Linked DNA regions of Mus musculus: region 2 is linked to region 1. Evidence: chromatin contacts called from public Hi-C data. All regions are on one chromosome and are shown on one strand. The core of a region is the stretch at or near the end of the contact, and the rest is flanking DNA. Distances in the headings are between cores, read along the strand shown. Region 1 holds the start of Pou2f2 (POU domain, class 2, transcription factor 2). Region 2 holds the start of Bckdha (branched chain ketoacid dehydrogenase E1, alpha polypeptide).

Evidence for each region. A called contact is a pair of places that touch in the nucleus more often than the background predicts.
Region 2: a Hi-C map of B cells shows a contact between it and region 1, with 5 read pairs. The contact joins the promoter of Bckdha here to the promoter of Pou2f2 in region 1. A contact is called at or near these places in 1 of 39 promoter capture datasets (embryonic stem cells), 1 of 484 Hi-C or Micro-C datasets (B cells) and 3 of 115 datasets of contacts at active chromatin or transcription factors (cardiomyocytes, embryonic stem cells and large pre-B cells).

The regions. Positions count from the first base shown.
Region 1 is chr7:25,129,958-25,135,694 of GRCm38.p6, reverse strand. Pou2f2 (POU domain, class 2, transcription factor 2) reads left to right here and starts at 3,235. Exons shown (of 15, transcript NM_001163554.1): 1 at 3,235-3,270. The coding sequence starts at 3,243.
Region 2 is chr7:25,656,077-25,661,813 of GRCm38.p6, reverse strand. It overlaps Bckdha (branched chain ketoacid dehydrogenase E1, alpha polypeptide), which reads left to right and starts at 3,053. Exons shown (of 9, transcript NM_007533.5): 1 at 3,053-3,181. The coding sequence starts at 3,074. It overlaps Exosc5 (exosome component 5), which reads right to left and starts at 2,661. Exons shown (of 6, transcript NM_138586.3): 1 at 2,431-2,661. The coding sequence starts at 2,578.

The sequences.
Region 1 (5,737 bases), core at 1,986-4,485:
GGTGCATAGACAGACATGGAGACAAAACACGCATACACATAAGAGAAAGTAAACATTTTTACAATTAAAAGAGCTAGGTTTGAGCCCAGATGCCAAGGGAGTGGGCAAGAGATGGCCACATGATACAGACAGCCCAGAGCTGAGGTTGAGTATGGCTGGAAAGAGCCTAGGGTCCTGAGAGCAGCTCCATATCCCTGTGTCTGTGAGTTTGTTTGCCACCTACCCCTAACAATATGCTTTCCTGTTTGTTTAGGCCCCTAAGTCCTTTAATGCCCCAGAGGCTGCCCCTTGACCCGGGCTCTCCTGAAGTCTCTCATGTTTACATCCGGAATGGAGTCTGGATTGAAGATTGCTACTCTTGACTCTTAGGCCCAAGTTCATCTCTCTCAACTCCCAATTCCTTGGCCTGACTCCATTTCATTATCTCCCACCAGGCTAGGGGTCTGAGGGGCCTCTCTGAACACCTGCTAGCCTCAGTCCTACTGATAAGAGCATCGCCTGTGGGGACAGATCTTTTGGGTCCCTGCGCAGACCAAGGATAAGGCCATGGCTAGGTGATGAGATTGTTAATGATAGAAGGAGCTGAGAGAGAGAGAGAGAGAGAGAGAGAGAGAGAGAGAGAGAGGAACCGAGCCATGGAGAGGATCCCCAGGGGTGGCCAGGAGGAAGAGGCCATGGCAGGGGGCCCTGAGGGGTGAAGAATCTCACTCTTCTGTCCCCGGTGGGCTGGCTGCTCCCCCCTACGGCTCCCCAGCGGGCCCCCGGGGGACCTCGCTCTAATAATGTATTTGATCGACTCGCCGGCCGCGTACAAGCGATTATTGTCTTGTCGGGAGTCAAACGTATCGATCCGGCGAGAAATATGAGCGGAGCAATGGGGCCCGCGTGTCAGTTACCGGCCCCGCTGGCCCTGGGGAGCCCCCTGCGTCTCCTTTAATTACCGCTCAGCCTTGAGCCCAGCCTGGCCTCCTCTATGCTGCCTCCCCGCAGGTTCCCTGCACCTCAGTGTGGCCCCCACTGCTCCCCAATGCCTATTCCCTACCTACCCTACTCATTATGAGGGTCCAGACCCCTTCCTTGGCAGGGAAGCCGCTCTCCACACCCTACCTATCCCATTCCAATCTGCCAGTTCCCCTCACCATCTAAGCCATGTGCCCCACACTCTGCCCCTTTGTCTTTCTCCCCTCCTTCAGCATCTCCTGCATAGGCCCAGAGACTCAGACACAGCTTTCAGCACGGAAGGCCATAGGAATAGAATTTATCCTTAGGGAACCATCGAGGCCTTCCCACTCTGGCCTCACTTGAAGATCCAGGAGGGCCTCACTGGAAATGGGTGTCCCTTCTTTTCCTAGATCACCATCTGGGACCCAGCCTGGTGAATGTGTCTCTGGCCTGCACGATGTTGAATTGGTAAAGGGTAGACTATGGGGGAGGGGCCTTGTCTGGGTTGTATCCCTCCATATCGTGCTAAGTACCACCACTCCCTCAAAAGATAAATCCTAAATGAAAATGGAGCTTACTGGGTAAATCAGGCTTCAAGACAAAAACCTGCTACCTTACTGCCCCCAACTTCTGCTGGGAAGACCCTCGTGTATAGAAAATCTGCCGCCAGCCGCTGTGCGGTCGGCAAATGCCCTCTGAAATGGTCTTTCCGATAATGGGATATTATAGAGTGTAGATGCCCAGGAACTGTCCCCTCTGTGTGCAGCTTAAGAGCTGAGTTCGTTCCTGTCAGGACCATCTGCCAGGTCTTGGGGTGTCCACCTGCACAGGGCTGGGGGCAGAGGGCACCCATGTAGTTCTTTGTGTCCTTCATGGCTGTGCACATGGGAGTGTGGGCACATGTAACCTGGCCTGCGTTGGCCATATGTGTAGATGTGCCCTCTGCCCTGTGGGTCTGGGTGAAGTAGTAGAGCATATGTAGCTGATGAAGCTTGGTCTGCGGGGAGGGGTGATATTGGGGCCATGGTAGAGATGTGCACTAGTGAATCTCTGTGTGTGCATTCGTGTGAAATGCTGGAGGGTTGGTCTGAGAAGAAATACTTCAGTGTATGCATGTATGTAGAAGGATGAATCCAGCCGTCTATGTGTGCACGCGTGTGGTTTGGGGGACCCTCCACTTGGGGTGTAAAGTGTCCTGGATGGCCCTAGTGGATAGGAGAACTGTTTAAGAGATGCCAAGGCAGCTCAGCAACTCGGACTCCAGGAAGCTGAGAGGGAGAAGAGGGCAGTTGGCTCGCGCCTGCCTTTGTCTGCGCTACTGTGCGCCCGAGTCCTGCGCCTTTGTGTGACCCTCGCAGGTGTGCGCGCGGGGCGGGGGAGGATGCGGGCCGGGATGGAGCGGAGGGCGGGGCTCCCTCCTCTGAAGCCGGCCCCGCCCTCCTGCCCATTGACTGGACGCTGCCGCCCTCTGGCGGGCTTCAGGAAAACCGCAGGACTGAGAGCGGAGCGGCTCGCTGAAAGCGCTCCACAGGAACCCTGAGGACTCAAGCTCAGCTCCACTGCCCCGGGTGCACGCGTTTGCCCTCTGACAGGCTTCTAGCTGTCTCTGACTTAGGCCTCCACCCCTCGCCCTAACTGCCACTGTGCCACTGCTCATGGGCACTATTGGCCCGGGATGCCTTACCTGTGGCACAGGTTGCAAGCCTTGGTCTGTCCACAGCATCCTGAGCATCCCCTTTTTTTTTTTTTTTTTACTTTGATGCATCTTGGCCCTGGATCCTTGAGAAAGCCACTGCTCCCTTCTCTGATCTTCAGTCTTGTCGTTTGTAAGACGAATCACAAAATACTGTCAAACTATGACACCTGTTACGTGGGAGGTGCAGGGTTAGGCACTGAGAGATCCCTCCTCGAACAAACCTCAAATTGTGTTTGCCATTGTTATTGTATAGCCTCACCTTCTCTCACAGCCCCACACGCCCTGTTCCAGATGTGTTCGCCCCCACCCCTCCGTGCTGCGGGGGCAGAAGGACTGTATAGATACCTCCTAGTGTGGCCCCAGCAAGAGTCAGTTCTTCCAGCGTCCTCGCTTTCCACCCGACTAAGCCCCTACTCAAATACACTCATGATCTGGGGTCGCCTGGGCCGCTGGGGTCGGCCTGTGGGCCAGGGTATTTTCCCTTCCGAAGGGGGCGGACCGGCCCTGTGGTTTCCTCCCGGGGTGACTTCCGGCAGGGAGGGCTGGCCCCCAGAGAGGGCGGGGAGATGACACAGTTGTTCCCCAGCCCTGGCTGGCGGGCAGCATGGTTCATTCCAGCATGGGGGCTCCAGGTAAGAGGCTGATGCCTTCTCATGGGTGGCGAGGACAAATAGCATATTAGGGCCGTTCTGCTGACCACCTCTGCCAACGGTTCCTGCACCTCCTCTTCGGCTGTCCCCCTTGTTTGGGAGGCCCCGTGCTTTAGTAACATCTTTTCCTTCCTTCACCTAGTCCCCCTCCTCAGCTCCTCTTTGATACTGTTTTGCATTAGGCATGGGGTGTGTGTGTGGGGGGGTATACTTCCAGTCTGTCTCCCCACTGAGGGAACAGGAAAAAGGAAGGGTCATGTGGTTTTTTGTTTGTTTGTTTGTTTGTTTTGTTTTGTTTTTTGCTGGACTTCATATGGGGAACTGGTGGGCTGGGCAGCGTGGGCGATTCTTTAGACACAGGGCTGCAACAGGTTTGGAAGACCAAGCAGTTGCGTTTGTGTGGTGCAGGTGTGCATATGTGTGAGTGTGGGTGTGGTGTCCTGCGTCCTGTGCTTATTGCTATTTCTCCTGGGTGTGCAGGGGGGAGGGCTGCTGTGCGTGGCATTCCTGTGTGCCCGTAGCAGTGATTTCTTCTTGATCCACTTCATTTATTCTGCAAAATGGCACTAATCTTATATATCCCTCAGTCTCCTTATCCTGCTCTGACTTTCTCCGTGGCGCATGCATTCTATGTCTTTGAGTTACTACATGCTTGCCTGGGTGAGCTGGATACGGTGCAGGCACCGTATCAGGTGATTTGCGCTTGGGGACTCATTTCGTAGAAGGTATGCATCTCTGCGCAGACTTAGCATACCTCAGCAGAGTACTGGGAAGTGTAAGGTGATAATACCAGTGCTGAGATATTCCAAGGATCAGTACTTCATGACTGCTTTTCTGGAGCTTTGGTCGAGTGTGCGTCGAGCTCCTGGGTGACCGTAGGTGTGAGTGTTGGCTTGGCGTGCATCCGTCCAACATGCATCAGTATGTGGGGGGCATCGCCAAGTCCCTTCAACAACCGCTGGTTACCGGGCCGTTCTATGTTGGATATTGGTGTTGAAGATATATCAGGGCTAGGCAGCTTCAGGTCTGCTTTTCTGGAGTCACGAGTTCAGTGGAAAGGACAATCCTGTGGTGATCAGACCTGGGATTGGAGGGTGGAGGGTGGAGCAGAGATGATAGAGTCCAGAAGTTATCTAGTTCTGTTGTCATGGTAGTAGGGAGGGCTTCCTGGAGGAGTTCTCTGAGCTAGGATATAAAAATGATGGTGGTAGACAGTAGAAAGATGAGGATTGACAGGTATTTATTTACTGAGGTGGCCGTGTGGGTGTACACATATCTACTTGTTCAGTGTACATATGAAGTCCAGACTGCCATCTGCACACATATAGCGGCTTCACTATGGACTCATTTCAAGTGAGAACTTGTAGCCACTGGACAAAGCATTAGACTTTTTACTGGGGATTTCTGTAGGGTGAAAAAAAAAAGAAAAAGTCCTACCCAGGAGAACTGTTATGGGTTTTCACCGTGTAGCATTGGCAAGAATCAATCCATCGTAAGGATGTGATTAATACATCGTGTGGCCTCGGGCAGATCACTCACCGTCTGATCTCAGGCTCTCCACCCTGGAGAGTCTCAGAGGTCTTCGTGGTTACCTCTCAGAATGAACTGACTCTGGACACGGGTGTATGCATATCAGATTGCCTGTGCCTTTGAATATGCGAATGTGTGTGTGTCACTCTGGATATGAGTAAGTGCATGTGTGTATGCATGTATCTGGATGGGGTTGGTTTTTTTATACACCACCCTATGGCATCATCTGAGTGTGTGTCTCCCTATAGGTTGTGTGTGTGTGTGTGTGTGTGTGTGTGTGTGCGCGCGCACATGCAAATGTGAGTGTGGACAAGTCTGTGTGGAGGTCAGAGGTCAACCTCAGGATGTCAGTCCTTGCCTTCTGTCTTGACACACGCTGGTTGGTTGGCCAACTCCCCCTCTTGTCTTGCCATCTTATCTGTTACAGACTCACATCCCTGCATTTTTGAAAATGGATATCTAGGGACTTGAACTCAGACCCTCGTGGTGTTTGGCCATTTCCCCAACCCCTCCATCTATGGGCTTAAGGAATAGCTGCTTAGGGGATAGGATAGACAGCAGAATTGTCAGGTGGAAAACCAGGGTGTTGTAGACCAAGCCTTGAACCTGTGCCACATGCAGGACTTCCAGTGCAGTGTTGGTGGGGGCTTGCCTTGGATGGCATCTACCCTAGACATTCATTTGCTCCAAACAGAGGCTGTGAAGGGCGATGCCCTGGGCATGCACTTAGTCCTCCCTGGGATCTATGCACACCTATGCACAGAGTTTGGCATTGCTGGCTGTAGCTGTGTATACCACTGCTCTTGCTGTGTCCATCACCTGGATCTCCATCCCTCCTCCATCCCTCCGTCCTGATAGCACAGCACTGTTTGGTCCCTTGAGGTTACCTGGGACAGCTGTAGGGTTGGGAGGTGTGAGG
Region 2 (5,737 bases), core at 1,804-4,303, 530 kb before region 1:
TTTGTTTGTTTGTTTTTGCCTTTAAGGTAAGCTACTGTGCCGGCTAGTTGCTTCTTTTGCTTTGCATTTTGTCAACTTAGCCATACCTGGAAAGAGGAAACTCAAATGAGGAATTGCCTCCATCAGACTGGCCTGCAGGCAGGTCTGTGGGGGCATTTTCTTTTTCTTGAGACAGGGTCTTGCTGCATGATCCTGTAGGGCATTTTAGTGATCAACAACTGATATAGAAGGGCCCCCACTCACTGTGGGCAGCGCCACCACTGGGCAGGTGGTCCTAGGTTATCTATGAAAGCAGGCTGAACAAGCCATGAAAAGCCAGGTTCTGCCACGTTGATTCTGGTTATGTCCTTGTCACAGCAAGAGACTCCTAGTGAGGACAAATGTCAAGTAATAGGGATATTGTGTCATTATCATACATACACATCATTTGCACTGCTTGCCTGCCGCAGCCACAGCCCCCTCCATCGGGTGTTCTTACAGGAGCCTTTGAGGTCAGAAGTGTCTGCAACATTCTTTTTGAAAGTCTGCCAAGTCTCCAGCTTGCACTAGGGCCCTGTGAGTTTAGGGTTTTAGAACATGGGAAGGTTCCCTCTCTATTTCTTATATCCCAAGAGATAGGGGAGGCTGATTTCAGCAATGAGCTAAGCTGAGAGCCAGCCTGGGATGAGAACACTAAACATCTGTGGGTGCTTCTCCAATGAAACCAGAGGTAACCCAATAGACTCAGGTGCTTACTAGAGCTACATTCCTGTACTGCTAGATAGACTGTGCTCTCAGCGAGCAAGGGAGTCTCTTTCTTCCCACCATCTCGATGATGTGGCTGCAGAAATTCTCTTCTTTTCCCCCTAGTATTTATTTTACTTTTTAAGTTATGTGTGTGTGTGTGTGTGTGTGTGTGTGTGTGTGTGTGTATAGTTCCCTGCAGAGGCCATAACAGGGCTTCCAATATCCTGGCTCCCCACAAGTTACAAGTGCTTGAAAGCTGCCTGAATGGGTGCTGGGAACTCAACTTTGTTCTCTGTAAGAGAAACCATTTCTCCAGCCCCGAGCTGTCTCCCCTTTTTTTTTTTCCCCAAGACAGGGTTTCCTGGCTGTCCTGGAACTCCCTCTATAGACCAGGCTGGCCTCAAACTCATAGAGACCCTGCATCTGTGTCTCAAGTGCTGGGACTAACGGTGTGTGCCACCACTGACCTGCCAGTTTTCTCCTTTCTTAAGCTCTATCAGTCGTCAGCTCTTGCCCCATCTATCTGATTCCTTCGCAGGAAAATGCCTGGAGACTTGTCTCAACTGTTTTTTTTCTCGCTCTTTCTGACCCACCACTATAAGCAATGACCTCTAGCTTATTAGCCATAAGGTGATCAGCCTTTAACATCTCAAACAAACTCACCATTGTCAACTCTGTCTCTGCCCTCTCATCTGTCTACTCTGGTAGTTTCTCACCCTCTCATGACCTCTCAAAGTTGGCTGGCCCGACTGGGATATAGGGTTGTGTGGGTCTCAGCCACAAGACTTCTCTTTTCTCCCTATTCATTTAGTCTGATGAAATGTGTATACCAAGGAAAGGCACGTTTTCTTAAATGATGGGACCGGGGAAGGGGAGATGCTTCTCAGCCCAGGATGGGAAGATCACATTTAATTTGAAGAGCACTTACTTAGATGTATCATCTGCCACAGTAATTATATTTAAACCAGTGGTGGTGATGTGTCTGTCTCAAAGGGTATTTATGCAAATAAACACCTTAGCCTCAACCGGTGATGTATGGATCTAGAAGTGTTTTTTAAGAAATCTAGTCAAAGCCAGGCGTGGTGGCGCACGCCTTTAATCCCAGCACTCGGGAGGCAGAAGCAGGCGGATTTCTGAGTTCAAGGCCAGCCTGGTCTACAAAGTGAGTTCAACAACAAAGTGAAAACAACAACAACAACAACAACAACAAAAACCCAAGAAATCTAGTCAAGGGGAGCTGGAGAGATGGCTCAGTGGTTATGAGCACTGACTGCTCTTCCAAAGGTCCTGAGTTGAATTCCCAGCAACCACATGGTGGCTCACAGCCATCTGTAACGGGATCTGATGCCCTCTTCTGGTGTGTCTGAAGACAGCTACAGTGCTCTTATATAAATAAAATAAGTCTTGAAAGAAAGATAAAAGAAAGAAAGAAATCTAGAGAAGGGTAATATCTGCCTTGGTGAAATACCTATTCTGGGATAGTCACTCTTATGAGAGTGGTCTTGCTCTCGATCTCCTCTGAGAGGGATTTACCAGGCTGGCCAACTCATTTCTTCTCGAGACGGGAGGTGGGTATACTCAACATCTAGAAATAAGTTCAAGGAGGCGGGCGTACTTGGTTACATACTACACAGTAACCGCTCTTCAAAAACCCTTCTTCGGTGAGGATGGCGCGCGCTGAGTTAAACTTGGTGAGGCTCGTACCTTGAAGAAAAGAAGCAGATCCATCCGGCCGGGACAGCAGGTTTTGCTCACAAGCAAAGTGCCGGAGACTGCAGACTGGACTTCGGGGGCTGGACTCTGTTCCGGTGTCAGTGAGTAAATTGGCGTCTGCACGCTTTGCGCCCTCCATAGCCGCTGACCACGCGCGCTGCGGCTCCCACCGTAGCTTCCGCTTAGCGGCGCGCGCAGTTCTACCGGCCGCGTACCTATTGCGCATGCGCCCGTCTAGGGCACGCCCGAGTTGGCCCTAGCACGTGGCTCAGCGTTTACTAACAATCTGGTCCCGCCCACCTCCACCTCCCAATTCTGGCATAGCCATTGGACAACAGGGAACAGGGGGAGGGACTTGGAGAGGGCCCATTTTGCTCAGGGCTCCGGGTCCTGAACCCTGAAGGTTCAAGTTAAGTTGTCCTTTTAGTTGCCTGAATTAGGAGCAACTAGAAGCAGACGACCGGAGCAATTTTAGAGACTAAAAATTGCCACCTTACTCATTTATGCGTCTTTGTCGCAAGGTGGTTAGAAGCAGATAGCGTGTTGGCCTAGCGGTGCTGCTATTTGAATAAGGCATCTGGTGGGACAGCCGTATGTCTATCCTGTGAGAAAGGAGGAGTGGTTATTAGCCAAGATGGCGATAGTGATGTCTGCGGCCAAGATCTGGAGGCCGAGCCGTGGCCTGCGCCAGGCTGCTCTTCTCCTGTTGGGACGATCTGGGGTTCGGGGCTTGGCTAGATCTGTGAGTATCTGAGCCCCACGGGGTCTTTCTTAGGGAGAAATAGAGACGTAAAAGTTATTCTTACATTGTGTGAGACACCGCGGGCTGTGAAGGAAAGAAAGAAAAGGTCCGAGAAACTTCTTGAAGAGAAATTCAAGGGAAGAATCCCTTTAGAGGAAAAGCAAGGCAGCTACTTGTGGGCCTCGATAGAAGGAGACGAGACGGGGGTTGAAAGGACAGATCAGGTTTTCATAGGGTCCTACATTGCTTAAATTCCAACTGTAAAGGGAGTTGAGCAAGAAACTGGTTTGATTCCTATGCCACCTGATCAAAAGGCAAGGCAAGGGACTTTGCCATGACTGTCCTTTACACAAGATGATTATGAAGGGAGACAAAGAGAGCTACAAGTTCAAACAGGACCCTTTGCCCACGTTATTTTTTTGAGACAGGATCTCACCCACGAGTCCGGAATGGCCTTTAGCTCACCCAGATGCTTAGACAGGCATCGAACTGGAGATAGTCCTGTCCCAGCCTCCCAAGTACTGGCATTACAGATGTAAGCTACGGTGCTTGGCTGCCCACTTTTCTTGAAAACACTGGAGAAAACTCGGAATTCCCTTTTGATCCATTGTTGATAAGGGCAGGATAACACTTCCAAAATCTGTTGCGGTCTGGCAATGTACCACCACAGTGTAGAATGCTTGCCTAGCACGCGCCACGTCCAGAGTTTGGCTCCTAGCCCTGTGTGTTTGTTTATCTGGATATGGCGACACATGTCTGTAATTTCAGCGCTTGGGAAGTAGGAGAGGAGGCATTTGAGGCCAGGTTGAGTTACGTGAGACCCTATCTCAAAAAAAAAAAAAAAAGATTTTTAAAAATGGTTTACTTATTTTTATTTCACGTGCATTGTTGTTTGGTCTGCATGAAGATGTTGGATTCTGTAGAACTTGAGTTGCGTACATACAGACAGTTTTGGACTGCCATATGGGTCCTGGGAATTGAACCCAATTCCTCTGGAAGAGCAGCCAGTGCTCTTAGTCACTGAGCCATCTCCCTGCACCCCCCAAAAGATTCTTTTTAAAAAGAATAGGACCTGGTGTGGTGATGTATGCTTTTGATTCCAGCACTTAGGCAAACAGATCTCTGTGAGTACCAGGCCAGGGCTACATTGTGAAACTGTGTCTTTTTCTCTTTTTCATTTATTTATTTATTCACTCCACATCCCGATATCAGCTCCCCCTCTCCTCCCAGCCCCTCCCCCCCCCTTACAGCTACTCTTCCTGTTCCTTTCCCCCTTCTCCTTTGGAAAGGGGGAGCTTCTATCACCTCCCCAGCACATCAAATCATTGAAGTACCATACACCAACGCTAGACAAGGTGGTCCAGCCAGGGGAAAAGAATCCACAGGCAGGCAACAGGTTCAGAGACAGCCCCCATTCCAGTTATTGGGGGACCCACATAAGAACAAGCCACACAAGTGTGTGTGTGTGTGTGTGTCCAGGTCCAGCCAGTGCTCATTCTTTAGTTGGTGGTTCAGTCACTGAGAGCCCCCCCCCCCCCAGAATCCACGTTAGTTGACTCTGTGGTCTTCCTGTGAAGCCACCATCCTCCCCTGGGCCCCCAGTCCTTCCCCCAACTCCTCCACAAGACTCCCCAGGCTCCCTCCATGTACTGCTTGGCGGGGGTGGGGGTGGGGGGGGGTGGGGGGGGGTGTCTCTGAATCTGTTTCCATCTGCTGCTGAGTGTAGCTATTCCAGGCTCCTGCCTGGAAGTATAACAAAACATCATTAACAGCCTCAGGGATCGGCTCCTGCCCGTGGGATGGGTCCCAGTCATTGGTCAGTCATTCCCTCTATCTCTGCTCCATCCATGTCCCTGCACATCTCGCAGGCAAGACACATCCTGGGTCAAGGGTTTTGTGGGTGGGTCCCTCCACTGGGAGTCCTGCCTGGCCACAGGCAGTGGCCACTTCAGGTGCCATATTCTCAGAGTCGTCCCCATAGACTCCCTGGGGCCTCTCCCACCCCACCCCCAGGACTCTGGCACATTGTAAAGACAACTCAACCCCCACCCTACCTCTGCTGCCAATTTCCATCGACTTCCCTGCTCTCCCTGCACCTGATCCCCCTGTCCTGTTCCTCTCTGTGAATTACAGGCCAGTCTGGTCTACGTAGAGTTTCAGGAGCTATAGAGTGAGACAGTCTCTTACAAAAGAAAAATTTTGTTGGTAATACCTGGTTAGAGGGCTTTGAAGTAAATTTCCAGTGGAAACAGGTCTGGTTAAGTGGATGGGGTCTAGAGCTGGACCACGTGATTTTTGCCTCTCTGCTCTGCCACTTTCCAATTGTGTGGCTTGGGCCAGGAACTGTACCTTGTGCCTCTCCATACACTGCCAGTATTGGGCACTTCCTAGGGTTGCTGTGGAAATACCAGCTTGTCAGCAGTACAGATTGGACCCGGTACAAAAGGGCAGTAGGACTGTCTGACTTATATTAGTGGTGAGGACCAAGACCACAGAGATTGGGAGAGGGAAAGAATGACCTGGAGAGTGGGAACTGGATTGGCAATGCCCTGGCGA